2 separate regions of the Danio rerio genome follow, and region 2 is linked to region 1. Evidence: chromatin contacts called from public Hi-C data. All regions are on one chromosome and are shown on one strand. Each heading gives the region's core, a stretch centred on a gene start, on an enhancer-like site or on the middle of the called end of the contact. The rest is flanking DNA. Distances are from core to core; before and after follow the strand shown. Region 1 has its middle 80 kb from the start of mdfic. Region 2 overlaps foxp2 (forkhead box P2).

Region 1 (5,362 bases), core at 1,345-3,844:
ATAGAGATCGAGTCTATTATCTAGTCTAATCTATTATTTTGTATAAGATTTTCTACTATTACATTGCAATGATTGATTGAAGGGGTGTGCATGTTTTTTTATTTTTTTTTTGTTTTTTTAGATGATGCTTTAGGGTGATGAAGGTTTTGTTAAAGTTGTTAAAGGTGATGACAGTTGTGTTGTGAGCCTTTTTCAGTACTTCCAAATAATTTAATGTCTTCACCTCAAAGTATTTCAGTAGTAGTTGCAAGAGACAATCTGAAAACAATCTAATAAAAATAGGTTAAATGTAATAAAAATAACTTAAATAAACTTGAAAATTAAAGAATCATAAAAATGAATAAAATAGTTAATTATTCACAAAGAATAAAATAATGATATAATTATAATTCTATAAAAATAAAAGAAAATAAAGATGAAATCCAAATTAAGACATAAATTATTAAAGATACTTTAAAAATAAACAAATAAAACACAATAAATATCAGTAAATAAATACATATTAATAATACCTTTATTAACTAACCAATAGTCATGCTTATTATAATTAATATTCACTATGGCTAATAATTTTGTGTTTTATGCCCAGTTTTATATATATACATATATAACTTAATAAACTGTTAAATAAAAATTCTATTACTTTAATAAATATAATATAAAATTACAAATATATATAAATTTATAATAAAATAAAAAATGCATAGTTCTCTTAAAAATAATAATAATAAATAAGATTATTAATAAACTAATAGTCATGCTGATTTTATTTATTATTCATAATTACTAATAATGCATTGTTAATTAAATGCAACTAATAACAAAACTAAACTAAATTAATTCATAATAAATGAAAAAATTAATAAATAAAAAATATAATATAAAATAAAATAACTAAAATTAAATATTTCAAAAAAACTTCTAAAACTTAACAATAAAATCAATTCTAAAATTATTACAAATTATTATATTTGTAATTATTAAAATATATACAAATATATATATATATATATATATATATATATATATATATATATATATATATATATATATATATAAAAACTAATTATTTATGTATTTATATTATATATATTTATTTAATTTATATATAAATATAAATTAATAATTAAATACAAACTGCATTATTCCTTACAATTAAAATAAATCTAATAATAAATAATAAATAAGATTAATAATAAACTAATAGTCATGCTTATTATAATTATCATTTACAATTGCTAATAATTTATTGCAACTATTTTGCAAAAATTAACTCAACTAAATAATAATAAATATAAAAATGAATAATTAAACAATAAAAGAAATACATCTTAAATATTAAATCATATTAAAATACATTTAAAAATTAACTATAGAATCAATTATAAAATTATTCAAGTTCTAATAAAAAAATCAAGTACACAATAACCAAAAATATAAAAATAACCATGAAGATAATAAATGTAAACATTAACATGAAAATGTAAAATGTAATTAATAATTGGTAAAACACATGCTAAAATATATTTTAAAAAACGGAATTGTAAAATAAATGAATAAAAAATATTAAATAAATAAATATATTATAAAAAAATATATATAAATAGAAATGAATAATAAAATAAAAAATGCATAATTCACTATAATCAATTAAATCTAATAATAAATAACAAATAAGATTAATAATAAACTAACAGTCATATTTATTATAATGATTATTCACATAGCTAATATTTATTGTTAGTTAAGCGCAACTATCAGAAAAAAACGAAGTTAAATAACAATAAATCTAAAATTGATGTGTATGTATTTTTTGTGTATATGACTAAATATTTTAATTAATTTTTACATTAACATGTACATGTAAAACTTGAACTAAAATATTTAGTAAAATACATACTAAAATATAAATATATATAAACATATAACTGATATATATAAACATATAACTGAACTGTAAATTAAATAATAAATAAATAAATAAATAAATAAATAAATAAATAAATAAATAAATAAATAAATAAATATGGTAAAAATAAAAGTACACTGAAAAAAAATCATTGGATTTATTAAATGTTTTTGAGGTAAGTGGTTCTAAATAATGTATATTGGCTGAATGTAAGCAAACAAATGAAGTTGAACATTACTAAAGTTAATATGTTTGTTTATATTCAGCACATATGAATTGTTCGCAATATCCTTTTTCAGTGTAGTTAGCATATCTTCCTACGCATCCTACTGAACAAAATCTATTTATCCCTTAGATACACCATTGTCCTGTATACAGAAGCAGGACACAGGAGCGTATAAGTGTGTGTGTGTGTGTGTGTGTGTGTGTGTGTGTGTGTGTGTGTGTGTGTGTGTGTGTGTGTGTGTGTGTGTGTGTGTGTGTGTGTGTGTGTTTCTCCTAGAAGCACGTGGGCACTGGAGGTGTGTGTTTTGGGGGTGAGTGTAATCTGAGTAGATCATGTTTTCCAGACCTCAGATGAAGAAAAACAGCTCTGGCAGTCTGCCGTTTCATCTCCTGCACTGGGGTCCAAAACAAAGAGAAGATGATTGATTGGATGATGAATAATTTAGAGGCGAAGAGCAGCGGGACGAGCAGCACAAGCGCGAGTTTGCCCCGCTCCGACTCGCTCCTTAAAGATCGCATTACAACTAAAACTTGCCCCTGATTATACTAATGCACGTCACCGCTCATTTGACAAACTGATAGATGGAGAACGAAGGGAGTCCAAACAGAGCGGCTACTTTCATGTTTCATAGCACTTGTGGAAACATGTCCATATACAGTTGAAGAATTATTAGCCCTCCTATATATTTTCTCCAATTTCTGTTCAACAGAGAGAAGATTTTCTTTAACACATTAGTTTTATTTACTCAATCATAATAACTTTTATCTTTGCATGATGAAGGTGCATAATATTTTACAAGACGTTTTTCGAGACACTTTATACAGCTTAAAGTGACATTTAAAGGCTTAACTAGGTTAACTAGGCAAGTTTGGGAAATTAGGCAAGTCATTGTAAAATGACGGCTTATTCTATAGACAATTAAATACTATATATTGCTCTAAGGGGCTAATAATTTTGACCTTAAAATGTTTTTTAAAAAATTAAGAACTGCTTTTATTCTAGCCGAAATAAAACAAATAAGACTTTCTCCAAAAGAAGAAAAATACTAAAGAACTAAAGAAATACTGTGAAAAATTCCTTGCTCTGTTAAACATCATTTGGGAAATATTTGAGAAAAGGAGGGCTAATAATTTTGACTAAAACTGTATGGGTGAAATAATCTTCTGTCCTCGGTTAGAAAAACTAATTTATTTTATAGTTATTTTGTATTTATTTTTTTTTGTATGTATTTAGAAAGAAAGTAATGTGCTTATATTGACCTGTAGAAGTTTATTTACATTTACAGTAATGTGTCTGGCACATGTTTTCATTTGAGGAGCAGGGCCAGAGCAAGGTGAACATGGCGCTCAAGGCAAACGACCATCACAGCGCCCTCAACCCAAAAGAGAAAATGGAAGTGACCAGTTGGCAAAGTGAATTGCGCTTGGGGGAGTCGGGAAGGGTGGCGTTATTTGTGGACGAAAGTACGGAAGGTTTGCGAAGTGAATTGGACTTAGGGGAGTCGGGGAGGGTGGCGTTATTCGTGGACGAAAGTACGGAAGGTTTCGCGAAGTAAATTGCGCTTGGGGGAGTCGGGGAGGGTGGCGTTATGCGTGGACGAAAGTATGGAAGGTTCGCGAAGTGAATTGCGTGGGGCGAGGTGGATGGGGTGTTGTGGACGCCGCCCTCACTACCATTTCTTAATGGATGTTCTGGCCCTCCTGAGAAGAATTACAGGTATAATTTATTTTAAAATGTAATCAGTTATTATGTATTTTATATGTTTGTGGGTTGATCCGAGTAAAATAAAATAAGATAAAATAAATTAGATTAAATAAAAAAAAACTTAAAAAAAAAAAACTATTTTGGCAAGTGAAATATCCTGAGTTATCTATCACAGACTAAAATAAAACTATAGATAAATTACAGAAATAAAAATGAATATAATTTAAAAATCTGTGTGACTTCAAATTAAAATGTTAACAAAAAATATGAGCGAGATAATTCAGAGAAACAATCTTATTTGTGTTGAAATAAATATACTTTTTTAAAATGTACTTATCCATATTATACTTATTAAAATATCTAACATACTGTACTGCATTTTTTTTTTAATCTGGCATGCGCTGTTATGCAAAGGTACTAATATACTAAATAAATCTAAAATATTGTATTACATTTTTTCAGATTTCATCATATATTCAAGTATATTTTGTATTACATATGAGCAATCCTTATCCTTTTGACAACAGAAATGCCAAGTAAAGTAAAGTAAAGGTTTATTATTATATTTCTTTAAATATATATATATGATTAGGTGAGACCTGATAAACTGCATGAAATAGAGCTGATAGGCAAAAATAAAATAAAATAAAATAAATTAAAATAAAATAAAAAAGCAACAGTGTGACCCAGTTTATCATATAACACTTGACTAAAAAAAACACTAATTATAATAAAAAGACAGAGTGGCACTTTGGGATTAAAGGATCCGTGTGCAGCACAACATGAACTTCCAGATCTAGCGTACCTGCTTGTACTCAAACAGAATCTATTTCTACAGATCTTTTTTTCGGCTGAGGTGGGCTCTTCATTACGCCTCTCTGTAATGTTTGAACATATTTAATGAACATGCACACTGAATGAGCATAGATGTAAATGAGCACTTCTTTAAAAATACAGCAGCTTTGGTTGGCAGCAGTTCGTCTACTGAGCACAGGGGGCGCTGAGGTGATGCTTTTTACAGCCACACCAAATGAAGAGGAGACGGAAACACACACAGGGTTTTGTCCCCCCCTCAATATCAACTCTCGTGAAATTTCATTTGGATTGTAAATGTACAGTAATTTACTGTCATAAATGTGTAATGGGCCCCTGAATCCACTGACATTGTGCTGGCTAATCAACTCATTTGAAAATGAATAGAGATCTATTAAGAAAGAAGTCAGCATTTTGGGTGATTATAAATGGCCTTTTTGTTCAAAAGCCAGGATGTTTTTTTGTTTTTTTTTCAGGTGGGTCATTTTTTGTGCAGGTCTCATTTATGTGCAATTTACTCTAACAGCCAAAACTTAGTTTAAATGTATGTAGCCATTCCAGGATTATTTTAGGGAAAACAAACAAAAACAGAAATGATTGTTTATATTAGTGAGTTATTGAGTTATAAAGGCTTATATTTTATAAGTTTATTTACATAGTTAAAGTGCATACTAATAGGATGTCCAAATTTGAGAAAAATAATGTTCCAT
Region 2 (4,925 bases), core at 1,285-3,784, 200 kb after region 1:
TCTCAATACCGCCATTGAATTCCACTTGTATTTAAGCAAAAATGAGTATATTTTTAGTTAACAGGCTTTTATTTTGTTGCCAAAGCTTCAAAATTGCCATTTTTAAAAATGAAAGAACAATTTTCAGTACTTTGAGACAGTATATTATTTAGCTTAGCCTGTAGACCTAAAAAAATGTACAAACTGTAAATTTAAAAGCTTATTATCCATAAAATTTATGATTTTACCAACATGACTGATGCTGGTAAAGGAAAATGTGTCAATTAGCAATATACAGTGCATTTAAACATTAAAACATGATACTATTATTATGGTTTTATAGCAACATTTAGTCCCCTGCTCTAAAAAAACTGCACAATTGGTAAAATAAAACAAATAAATCACAATGCAGTTTTCTAAATTCTCTGTGTTTAATAATGCACAGACATGCTAGTTAACAAACTAGTACAATTACGATTATTTTCAGAGTCCTGTAAGCCTGAAAGCCAGAAATCCAGGTGGTTATTAGGCATTTGTGCAGGAATTCTCTTGACTGTGCCGTGTGTGCATGCGCAAGAGTGTGTATTGTGCAGAAAGTGTGTGAAGTTAACAGCACCTGGCCTCTCTTTAAAAAGCCTCCGGAGGCCTGTTAGCTGGTCCACTCATTTCAACGTGTCTGTCTGCGTCTCTGGAAGTGAAACACTGTCAGTCTCTCCACTGTCTGTATGGCACTTATCTCTGTCTCTTCACTCTTTCTGCTTACACTGCCCTTTTCTTACACTCTTACTGCGGATTATCTACACGCAGATAACACCAAGCGATATGCAGCTGTACATGAGTGATGCTACTAACAATTATTTTCCAGTAACAATGGCATTGATAAAAATAAGAATGTGACGTTAACTTGACAAAAACACATGCATTTGTTATAATAATAATAATAAAATTTAATAATAATAATAATATTATTATTATTATTATTTTTTTTTTTATCAATAGTAGTAGTAGTAGTAATTTATTTATTAAGGAATGTAGAATTGCTTATTTATTTGTTTATTTACTTTATAAGTAATTTAAACAATAATTATTAATAAATATAGTAAATAATACTACTACTAATAATAATAATAATACAAATTAGTAAATAAATAATGATAATTATATTGTTATTATGATTTTTTATTAAAAGTAGTGGTAATTTATTTATTAATAAAGGTATTTCTTATTTATTTGTTTATTTAATTAAAAAATCATTTAAACTAACAATACTTACTATTAAATATAGTAACATATTAACAATGATCATAATACTATCATTATTATTATTATTATTATTATATTATTGTTATTATTATTATTATTATTATTATTATTAATAATAAAAACTAAATAAATACTTATTATAATTGTTAGTAATATTATTTTTATATTAATAGTAGTAGTTGTAATTTATTTATCAATAGAAGTGTTATTGTTTATTTATTTTATAAGTAATTTAAATTAACATTAATTGTTATTAAATATAGAAATACATTAATTTAAAAAAAATAATAATAATAATTTTCCTAGTGACTGGAAGGGCATCCGCTGTGTCAAACATATGCTGGATAAGTTGGTGGTTCATTCTGCTGTGGTGACCCCTGATTGTACTGTACTTGGGACAATGACAACTTGCAATGCTTTTTATTTTATATTAAATATATATACACATTCAAAATATAAGGAAGTTTGTAATGTTTATAAATTTTCATAATAATTGTGCTTTTATTTTAACATTTCTAATTATATTTGTTTACACCAATGACTATATGATTACAAAAATGAATCCTTGAACATGCATGAATAAATGAAAAAAAAAAATATTTTAATACATATTTTTAATATAAAACAATTCTGTATTTAAATTCTTTTTTATTATTATTTATTATTATTAATAAATGTTTTATTATTTAATAATACATTTTATTATGTTTAAAATAAATTGTAATAATAATTATAATATTAATAGTTATAATGATATTAGACTAATATTATTAATAATAATAATAATTTAAAAATAATAATAATAATAACAATAATAATACTATATTTCAATTTGTTTAAACTATTGTATGATTACAAAAGCAAATCCATGAATATGTATAAATATATGGAAAACAGGTATTTAAAATTTTAATTCTGTATTTGAACATTTTAAAATGTTTAAAATAAATATAATAATAATAATAATAATAATAATAATAATAATAATAATAATAATAATAATAATAATAATAATATCATAAACCAACATGAACAATCAAAACGTGCTCTGGCTCAAGTTGACAGAAACACTTTTAAAGACACAAACAGATCTCCATTTCACACACATATACACACACACAGCCAGTGAAGAGTGCAGGTTAAAACAGGAGTCAGTAATGAGAAAGCGGGAGGGGTTTGACCTCAATCAGACGCGTGTGAGAGAGAAGTGATGATGAATGGAGGAGATGGGGGTGAGCCTGTAATCACCAGCTGGAGAGGGTGGATGATGGGGAGGGGAGGGGGTGCGTTTGTACGCTGGGGCCACAAAGAGCCGCGGGACACACTTCAGTCTGCTGAACTGAGCCTGGTGCAAACACACAGGCCCACGGGCTGCTTTCAGCTGCTGCCAACCAGGACTGAGACGCTCAGTTACACATACACACATACACAATAAAAAGAGCTGGTGTTAGAGATAGAAACTTCACGATGATAAAAAAAAAAAAGTTTAATAAAAATATTATCAAATAAATGTTCAAATGATTAAAATCTGTTAAAATTATAATTTTTTTGCCTATTTGGAAATGAGAATTTTAGTGTAAAAATGTATATAGCAACCAAAAAATAAACATGTAAACGTTATAAAAGTTAAATATAAATTAAAACACTTGTATTAAAATGCATAATAAAAATAAAAAATGCATTAAAATGCAAAAAGAAAATAATATTCCTTATTAATTTCATTAAAATTATTACTTTAGAAATTCTTTATTTATGGTCTAAAATAATTAAGTATAAAATTTGCTATAAAATTTATATTTAAGAAAACAACTAAAAATTTAACTAAAAACTTACAAATAATTACAAATACTTAAAAATAATTTAAAGTACTCTACAAATAGACGTCAACAACAATTTTTAAATCAACAATTTTGGAATTGTTATGTCTACTTTTAAGTATTTTATGAGTGTAAACATTGATGTTGCATCAAAAAAAAAAAAACATGAAAATGTTAACAAATTACATATAATTTCAAATATTAGATGGCAAATTGCAAAATATAATGTCAATTTTAATTATAAATATGTTAAAAAACACATCAAACCTAAACATTTGTTATTACTTTGCCTTTATTTAAGTTGTGTAAACATTTGCAAGACACCTAAATAATACAAAAAGGCACAACAAATAAATATAAATATAATAACTGCACGAATATAAACTGAAAACCCAAAACAAAACACACAAAAACAATAATAATAAATAAAATCACGAATGGATGTAATCAAAGAATAAAACATTAAATAAATAATACATAAATAAAACCAGTCATCTTTAACAATATTTAGTTTAACTAATAAGTAATTCAGATATTTATAAACATTCACGACAACCAAAACAAAAAAAAAACTGCTTAAAACTGTTATGAAAATCCTTGAAAATAAAGCTAACGATGCCCGAGGAATCTGCAATCCTGTTTCCACACACACTCTCATAGAGTGACACACTTGTGAGTGAATAAGTGAACACACACATACACACACTCCACAGCGCCTGCAGACTCTCCGTGAGCTCAGCCTGACCTCTCATGCTGCTCTTTTGGAGAGCTGTCAAACCCATCATTCACTGTACCGCCATACACACACACACACACACACACATACATACTGTACATACAGCCCTCGCAAAGTCACAAACAATCAAGCACACAGTCCCTCCGCACATATAAATGAAAAGAAAAACACATGCATTGGCTTTTAAAGCGAATAAGCAGTGCAAGTGTGGGGAAATCAAATAAGGAGGCCCTCTAGTGGCCACAAACAACCGGCAAACCTCCGTGTTTCACACTCACAAACCACAACACTTGCATTGAACCACCACCACCACCAACATAAAACAAAATCAAATAACTCACTCCAAATAAAGTCACTCTAAACAACCCAAAAAGTACACAAAATGAAGTTTCACACCCAAAACAAACAAAGTAAACAATAAATAAGCAGCACAAAATGCCCTCAAAGCAATACAACTGTCCAGAGTCCTGTCTATAAAATGCACACAGCTGAAGGGTGTCAGTCAAAAAAAGCTGCCTGCTGAGCCTTGTGTGAATGCCAGCGATAGAGAGAGAGTGAGAGAGAGAGAGAGAAAGGGAGAGAGAGAGACGGAGCGCGGCGGATGACAAACGGACGGGGGGGAGAGAGACGCAACTTACCTGCTGTTGTTGCAGATGCAGCAGCTCGACTGCGCTTACTTCACTGCTCGTCTCCCCACTTGATCTTCCATCTCTACTGCCAGCATCTAATTGGCTGCTTAGGCTGCTCATTCCATTTTGACTCATTGAACTGTTGCTTATTGTCTCATTGGCCGACTCCTGCATCATGACTTAATACCTAGAAGTGATTAAGAGGCACCGGTTAAGGCTCTTGTTACAATCCCCTTTAGTTGCCTCCTAAAAAAAAAATAGGGGGGGGGGGTTTAAAAAAAAAAAGAAAAAGGAAAACTGGGGGCGAGAGTGGAGGAAAAAAAAAAGCTTTCCATTATCAAGCCCTGCTCCGTTTGCAAATTAAAGCATTTACCAGGGGGGAGGGGGGGAATTATGCATTCGCTGTGTAAATGAGGCAATACAAAGAGATGCTTGATGGCTTTTATTTATTTATTCTGTTTGTTTGTTTGTTTGTTTGTTTGTTTTTGGCTTGGGTTTTTT

Evidence for each region. A called contact is a pair of places that touch in the nucleus more often than the background predicts.
Region 2: a Hi-C map of hematopoietic stem cells shows a contact between it and region 1, with 2.0 times the contacts expected there. The contact joins two enhancer-like sites. A contact is called at or near these places in 3 of 18 Hi-C or Micro-C datasets (caudal fin, hematopoietic stem cells and an unstated tissue).

Annotation. Positions count from the first base shown.
Region 1 is chr4:6,763,872-6,769,233 of GRCz12tu, forward strand. It overlaps a transcript of mdfic not described here. Among named protein-coding and RNA genes, the nearest start is that of mdfic, 80 kb to the right of the region's middle. Within about 2 kb of position 2,595, at least 9 of the 62 cell types and tissues checked have an H3K27ac peak or open chromatin away from gene starts, as enhancers often do.
Region 2 is chr4:6,965,722-6,970,646 of GRCz12tu, forward strand. foxp2 (forkhead box P2) reads right to left here. Exons shown (of 19, transcript NM_001030082.3): 4 at 4,434-4,611. The coding sequence starts at 4,601. Among named protein-coding and RNA genes, the nearest start is that of si:ch211-262n1.5, 11 kb to the right of the region's middle. Within about 2 kb of position 2,535, at least 23 of the 62 cell types and tissues checked have an H3K27ac peak or open chromatin away from gene starts, as enhancers often do.